2 separate regions of the Podarcis muralis genome follow, and region 1 is linked to region 2. The links are chromatin contacts, called in public Hi-C maps. All regions are on one chromosome and are shown on one strand. Each heading gives the region's core, a stretch centred on a gene start, on an enhancer-like site or on the middle of the called end of the contact. The rest is flanking DNA. Distances are from core to core; before and after follow the strand shown. Region 1 holds the start of RCBTB1 (RCC1 and BTB domain containing protein 1). Region 2 holds the start of ITSN2 (intersectin 2).

Region 1 (3,663 bases), core at 1,018-3,517, 190 kb after region 2:
TTGTGTTATTTTTTTAACTCTCAGTTAATAGATTAAATTGTTACTTCAAAAGAGGCATCTAAATGTGTTCCTAATTTTGTATATGGGCTTAGGTTTTATAACCAATAAAAAGCTGCTATCAAATACTACAAACCTGTAAGACCTTATTTTGAAAACAGTGATGTGCTTTAAGTGGATTTGTAGGCTTACTTTTCTCTGACCATTTTCAAATGACAATATGTCCTCTAGTAACCTGAACTGACTTCTTAAAGCATTACCAAAAATAAAACAGTATTTACAATGGTCAACATAATATATAATAATTCTTTATTTTGAACATTCATCTAATTAAGAAGCTTTGTATTTAGCACATTGATATTCATGTACAAAAAGGTGTCATAACTTTTGTCTGATATCTTTGTTCTGTTAAAGAGTCTTCTGTTCGAAGGAAAAATACGGTGTCGCATAGCAATTTGTGGTCATTGTCAAATTAATCAAGCCTCAGTTTGATTGTAAAATGACAATGGCAGGAATGCTTTTTTTAAAAAGATATAGTACAGTCCTATTCTGTATGTGATAGGAAACTAATCTCAGGGAATATACTTGCAGTGTTCCACATATGCAGTAATCCAACACTAGTGTAACAGCATGACATATACACCTGCAACAGGGGTAAAAGACTATCAGAAGCCACTGGGGGTGGAAATAAGGGGATATATATGTAGCCACCGTATCTGACTAGACTGAAACTGCTTCTCAACCAATCTGGTAAATTTCACAATTCTGGTGGCTGAAATGGAGCCCAGATAAGCTGTTGAAGTCAGATACGGGGTAGAGGTTTCCTGCACAGCAAGCCCCCCAACATTACGTTTCCAACAATTGTTAAGCTAATAACATTACTTGTATTTTGTAATGACATTTTTGAAATGTAAGTCCCCCTGAATCCCAGCGTAGATTAAATAAAATACTGATAAAATGATCCCAATGCTCAGTGATAGACCATCTCCAGTTAGGAGTCAGGTAAGAAGGTGACAGAGAGATGCTGATACTCTGGAGTGCTATTGCTAGTCAGATGATGCTTCCTCACTATTTTTGTATATTCATTAAAAGGTTTACATCCCACTTTTCACATAAGTATCAAAGCAGTGTGCAATAATAAACAGGATGTTTAATGTGGAATTGTCTTGCTTTGTTCATTCACTTTTTATAGTGCATTGTCAAATTGTCCCGTGTTTTTGCTAGGGTTCTTCTGTCTTTCTTGGGGTGCTTCCAGACAAAGCTTTAAATGTACCATCATCTTGCCTCCTTCACACAATTGTACGGCAGTCCAACGACAATAGTAAGCAAATTGTGATCTCTTGTGTGTGTTCTTATCTTTTTATCTTGCCACAGAAAATCCATTAAGGAAAAAAGAACGGAATAGCTGCACAATCTCTTGGCAGCTGTGAATAGGAAAATATGCAAGTGAGGCACAGCAGGAGAAGTTATCCCTAGGGATGGTGGATAACCACTCCTTTCTATTGACTCTCATTTATTTCTGGTTTCACAGCCATCTCATGCTTTGCATGTCCTTTCCCATGTACTATCATCACTTAGCCTTAATTGTTTCCTGGAATGAGGGTTACTCAGTGTACACACTATTTAACTAGTGGGTTTCAATGAAAACAGCAGTGGTTACTTCCAAATACAGATGTGTAGAATGAACACTGCAGTCGTTAAGCCCTATGCTACAGACACTGTTTCATAATCTGCATTTCCCTTCTGTTACAGTAGAATTGTGTAACTAACAAGTAGGGGAAACTAAGGCTGCAAGTTTCGTGTCTGGGTTGTGAAAGTGATCAAATCAGGTGGTTCCACTAGATCCACATGACAAATTCTCAGGTGAAATGAATAGGGCTTGTAGCTCAACTTGCAACCATGTTTACTTCGAAGTATATTTACCTGCAACACTTTAGGCCTCTGATGCAGAAACTTAAAAACAAACAAACCCTGTAAACAAGTATTTGGCAATTGTGAAGGCAGAAGCACCTGCTTTAAAACGTCAGCAGGGTATGTAGAATCAGAATGGTAGAGTTGGAAGGGGTGCCAAGATGCGGCTCGCAGAAAGAGGAGGGACAACGGTGCCCACGCAAGCAGCATTTCTGCCCCGGTGCGAGGTGCCCAAAACACAATGTGGCCAGTTGGTAATTGTGCTTCTTGCTTCCCTCAGGAGAGCAGTGCTTGGAGCTCCGCCTCCTTCCTCCGAGGGAAGGCAGGGCCGGGAGCGCGTCCCTCTTGCTTTCCCCGCTTACTAGCTCTACGGCGATCCAAGGGGCGTCGGGAGGCCGCCTTTCCCGCGCCTTTGATTGGCTGTGGCCCCACGGAGCAGGCGCGGGACAGGGAGCGGGCGGAGCTCTCTCGCGGAGCGGCGCCTGGCCGCGCGGGTCCTTGCGCCGGCCCGTCTCCTCCGCCCCCCGCGCAGCGCCGCCCGCCCGGCGTCCTCGGGGCGGGAGCGAAGGCGCGCCTCTCCGGAGATCCCCAAGCGGGCCTCGCCGTCGCCTCGCCGGACGAGACTGGCAGGTAGGGCCGCGGACGAGGCTTCCGAGCTGCAGGCGTCGCTTTCTGAGGGGGGCGCGGGCCAGGCGCGGCCCTTCGCGCCGCCCCCGGCCTCCCCTGGGCCTGGCCAGCCCCTTCCGGAGTCAAGGCCCGAAGGAGCGCTCTTCTCTTCAGAGCGGAGCCCGTCCCGGCCGAGTCAGCTGCTGCCGCATAAAAGACTCGAAGTCAGGAGGGGCGGCCTGGACTTCAGCCAAGTTAAGAGGCAGGAGCGTTTTTGTGGCTGGTGATGGAAGTTACAGATGCGTCCAAATTATAAAGGCAGCGCTGGCCTAACTTGACAGTTTCACTATTCAAGCTCTTGCAGGATACGTCCATATGTTCAAGTGGCACGGCAACCATTGGTCTCCCGTATGTCCATTTGTGAACCCCTTTTCTCTCCTAAAACAATCATTTAAACTTGTTAAAAGAACCAAAATATATTTTATTTATCCTTAAGCTATGTCTGAAAGAAATTAGAAATGTCACATTTTTAGATGGGCAGCTAAGACAGGAATGTACTCAAATCTGTTTTGCAGTGTGTAATTAGCACTCTATATCTTCCTTAATGGTTCAAACGATGTAACATATTCTGATTTAAAATGGAACCCCAAACCAGTAGTGTCTGATGGGGACTGGGGCTGTGGTTGTGTTTAGCTTGGGGAGGAGAAGATTAAGGGGGACATGATGATAATGCTTTTTAAATATCTGAAAATCTGCTCTAGAAGGCAAATCCAGAGCCAGTAGGTGGAAACTACAGGGAAGCAGATTTTGGCTAGCAGAGCAGACAGCCGTGGGAGACAGTGGGCGCTGCTTCCCTAGAGCTTTGCTTGTGTAGTGGCATCCTGCCCTGAGCAAAAGGGCTGTCAGACTATGGGACTTGGACTACCGTACTTTCCAACACCATGGTTTGCATTCAGCAATGTCCTGTTCAGGGTAACCCCATGGAAATGAATGAACCTAAGTGGGTCATGTCCATGGTTCTACTCTGAGGAGGAATAGTGTTGAGTCCCATCCTTTGAGTCTAGTGAGATGCTTGAATCACTTCATGTTTTGTGCAAACAAATGCTTTGATTTCCTGGGGAAATGTCATGCTCTGAGTTTTTTTATGTC
Region 2 (3,890 bases), core at 186-2,685:
CACCTGTTGAGGAGATATCTGTGTTTAATCACATTTGAGAAACATTTGGACTAGTAGTGATGGCAGGGCACAATGCTGGGTCACAACACCAATTCACAAGGCTTCGGAAATACTTCAGTACCTACACCATAACCGGCAGAATAAATGATGTTATAGCTACATATGCAATGCTTGCAAGTATCATCCTGTATTTTAAACTGAGGCCTAAGAATAAAACTCCAGCCATGACACAGAAATAAGATGGGTTGATATGTTGACACTGGACCATGCACGTAATATAACTAGTAGAAGTTGATGGACTTATATCATATATCATGAACAATGATGAAGTTTGTCATCTGTACACATTGCCACTCTGTTCTACATACAGTGGTACCTCTGGATGCGAACGGGATCCGTTCCAGAGCCCCGTTCGCATCCTGAGCAGAATGCAACCTGCATCTGCACGTGTCGCGATTCACTGCTTCTATGCATGTGCATGACGTCATTTTGAGCGTCTGTGCATGCGGCGAAACCCAGAAGTAACCCATTCCGTTACTTCTGGGTCGCCGCGGGGCACAACCTGAAAACACTCAACCTGAAGCGTCTTTAACCCGAGGTATGACTGTATAAACAACATGCAGAGTTCTAGTGTGCACAATTCAATTAGGGAGCCCTTTCAATCTGTGCTGAAAAATTATGGATACATCCTTAGGCATGGCTGTATCTCTAGGATAAATGTTATCCTGAATTCTGTTCCAAAAGCAAATTGTAGCTTTCATTACAAAAAAAGAAAAAGAAAAGATCAATTTGAGTTGTGCTTAAGTTTGCCTGGGATTGCATATAGACGAGCGTCACATTCACACCCTATGCTTAAGCCACCATGATACGCCCCCCCTCCAGAATTCTGGCAGCTGTAGTTACGGGGGGGGGGGGTTGAGAGCTGTTAAGAGGCCCCCGTTTTCCTCGCAGAGTCACAACAATTCCCAGTTTCCAAAGTGGGAACTCTCAGCATCCTTAACCAAGTACAGTTCCCCGAATGACCGGCGGCGGCGGCGGCGGCGAAGGCCGAGGTGCTTAAAGCGCCGCTGTCGCCCCCCGACACGTGCCGAGGCGTCGGCAGCAGCGGCTCCTTCAGCAACTTCTTTGAAGCGCTACCTCACACAGAGAGCGCCCCTCGGGAATTTCCTGGCCCCTCCGGGTTTTGTGAGCAGAACCCCCTTTTATCCTCCCCCCCACACACACACACACTTACTGCATCGCAGGCCGAGCAGAGGCGGGAGTCTCCCGCGAGCGGCTGCCATGACAGCTGCGGGCAAGCACTTTCGCCAGCAACAGGAGCGGCGCATGCGCTGCGCGCGGCTACGGCAGCCTCCGCGGGGACAACCTTGATCCAAACGCGAGCCCCCGCGCGCTGCGCCTGGCCGGACTTGCTCGGCGCCGAGAGTGAACACAGAGCTATTCGTTCGCGAAGAGACGCGCCTCTGCCGCCTTCGTCTCGTTGCCGAGTTCGGCTGTCGCGCTTTTCTCTCGGGCGGGACGGAGCATCGCGGCCCGAGGAATCGCCACTGGGAGGGAGCCCAGGGCAGCAACCAAGGTCCTTCTCTCTGCTGTTTTTATGGCGTTTCCTTTGTTTGTTACATTTCTGTACCGCCTTCGCCCGAGGAGCACAAGGCGGGTTGCGATAGGAAACACAAAAACGCGCCACCTCCGAACAAACGAAACCGGGCGGCGGAGCCTGGAGTCTCGGCGAGCCTTTCCGCCCCCGCCTCGCTCTCTCTCGCCCGAGGCCCCGCGGGAGCCGGCCTTGCCCAAGGCGCCCCCGTCCGACCCTGCTCCCCCCCGGCAGACCCCCAGGGGGCAGATCCGCCCGCCTCGCCTGGTTCCACGAAATGGGCCCGTTCCCTCGCCCTGCGCGCACGCGCCCCCGGGGGAGCAGACAGGTCTGAGACTGGGAGGCGAGGCGGGGCAGGTTCTCGGCGGCGGCGCCGTCTCGGGCCAAGGAGGCGTGCCAGGGCGCAAGCCGGGAGAGAAGCCGGACGGGCTCGGCCTTGGCGGCAGGTGCCTTCCGAAGCGGGCTCCCAGCCCCGGCTCCGCCGCCCCCGCCGCGGCTCCGCTCCCTCCCTCCCTCCCTGGGCCGCCTTCCCGCCATCTTCGGAGTTTTGACGCAGCCCCACCGCAGCCCGAGGAGGAGCGACCGCGACCGGGCCAGGAAGGGGAGGCAGGAGGCCGCGCTCTCGCTGGGAGCAGGCCAAGGAGGAAGAGGAGCGAGCGAGCGAGCGCAACAGGTAGGCGCCGCCCGCCCGCCCGCCGCCCAGGCCTCTGCCTCTCGCTGGCTGCAGCAGGCCGCCTTTCGGGGCGCCGGCCAAGGGCCCCTCCGAGGCCCGAGCGCCTCCCGGTCTTGCGCGGCCTCCCTTGGCCGCCGGTGCCTTCGCTTGGGCCGCCGCTCTCCGGCCCCCGGGCGCTTGGGGCAGCGGGAAGCGCCTTTCTCGCGCTTCGTATTGCGATGCCCTTTCCTGTCGTGCTCGAGAGCAGCGCGGCACAAAAGGTACCTCAGTTTAAATGCGGTTAAAATGGGTCGGAGGTCCCTGTGAGATAAAGGACGGGGAAGGACGATAGGAAGAGCATATTCTGGTCGCCCGCTTCCCACATGTGTGGCACCGCGGCCCTGTTCATTGCGGCATCTTTCCTCGGGTGGCAATGAGACGAGGGAACAAGGCAAGGAAACATAGGCATTTATATTTTCAAAGAGGCAGTAAGTTTCTTTTATTTATTGAGATTAAGCCTCGTTTTAAAAATGTATAGACTGGAAAGTATCGTCGAACATAAAGGGAGGCATGCATAAGGATTCTGATAGTCAAGTATTGGAAGTCCTTGCCAAACCAGATCATCAGAATTATATTCTATTTTTTTAAAAATGGAAACCACCATGGTGGTAGTAACAGAAAACGAGATTTGCCAGGAGTAGAATGACTGTATCCTATTGATCATCATGATCAGCAGTAGCTGAAGGTGTGGTGCATATTAGGGAAGATCTTTAAGAGTTAAATTTGTATTTTTGCAATCATGGGGATGTTTTTTGATGTAGAGCTCACACCTTTTCTACAGGTGATTATGAACAATATGGGGAAGAAGTTGTGGTTCTGAATTTACAATTGGATATAGTGGTTTGTGGTGGACAGAGCCTGTCTTGTCAGTGTTCAGAATGCAATCCAGGACTTTTTTTTCATCCAGAACTTGCCAGAACTCAGTTCCAGCACCTCTCAGGTGGCCACCATTGTCATTATAAGAAAACTATGGATTTGTTGTGAGTTCCAGCACTTCTTTTTCTAGAAAAAGAACACTGGCAATAACATTTTAAAATTGTAAGGATGCAGAAATACAGTAAAGATGGGGCAAAAAGGTTCTCCCCCCTCCCCGGCTGTCATTTCAGTGTCAGTGATTGGTTATTTCAGTGTCACCTGCAACCAAAAGGTCTGGAAACTTTATTTTTGAAACATGAAAGACAACATTACAGTACTAATATTCAAAGTTCCTTATGACTTGCATGTCATAGCTTTCCCAACAAAGGGGGAATGTGTCGTTTCCCTCAAAAATGAATAGTAAATCACTCAACCCCCCCCCCCTCCATGAATAGAACAACCTTAACAGGCATAATGGGAATTAGCATTTTGCAAATCTTCCAGATTTTACAGCTGAAACACAATTTGTACTAATCATACAATACTATTTTGGCTTTTGCATTTTGTGTAATCGTACTTAACTGTATTCTTTGTATAAGATGCTATTCTTTCATGAGAACAGATATAAAGATCAATAAAAGAACATATTTAAACATAATAAAATGAAGGAAATGGTCAGGGTGATCTTAGGATCTCACCACATCAGAGTTGTACCTAATAGTAAAGCCA

Evidence for each region. A called contact is a pair of places that touch in the nucleus more often than the background predicts.
Region 1: a Hi-C map of blood shows a contact between it and region 2, with 3 times the contacts expected there. The contact joins the promoter of RCBTB1 here to the promoter of ITSN2 in region 2. A contact is called at or near these places in 2 of 3 Hi-C or Micro-C datasets (blood and tail).

What each region holds. Positions count from the first base shown.
Region 1 is chr3:121,572,873-121,576,535 of rPodMur119.hap1.1, forward strand. It overlaps RCBTB1 (RCC1 and BTB domain containing protein 1), which reads left to right and starts at 2,268. Exons shown (of 11, transcript XM_028721796.2): 1 at 2,268-2,538. KPNA3 (karyopherin subunit alpha 3) reads left to right here. Exons shown (of 18, transcript XM_077926633.1): 18 at 1-1,158.
Region 2 is chr3:121,383,016-121,386,905 of rPodMur119.hap1.1, forward strand. ITSN2 (intersectin 2) reads left to right here and starts at 1,436. Exons shown (of 40, transcript XM_028721802.2): 1 at 1,436-1,576. It overlaps MRPL19 (mitochondrial ribosomal protein L19), which reads right to left and starts at 1,367. Exons shown (of 6, transcript XM_028721811.2): 1 at 1,235-1,367. The coding sequence starts at 1,328. It also overlaps the pseudogene LOC114593464.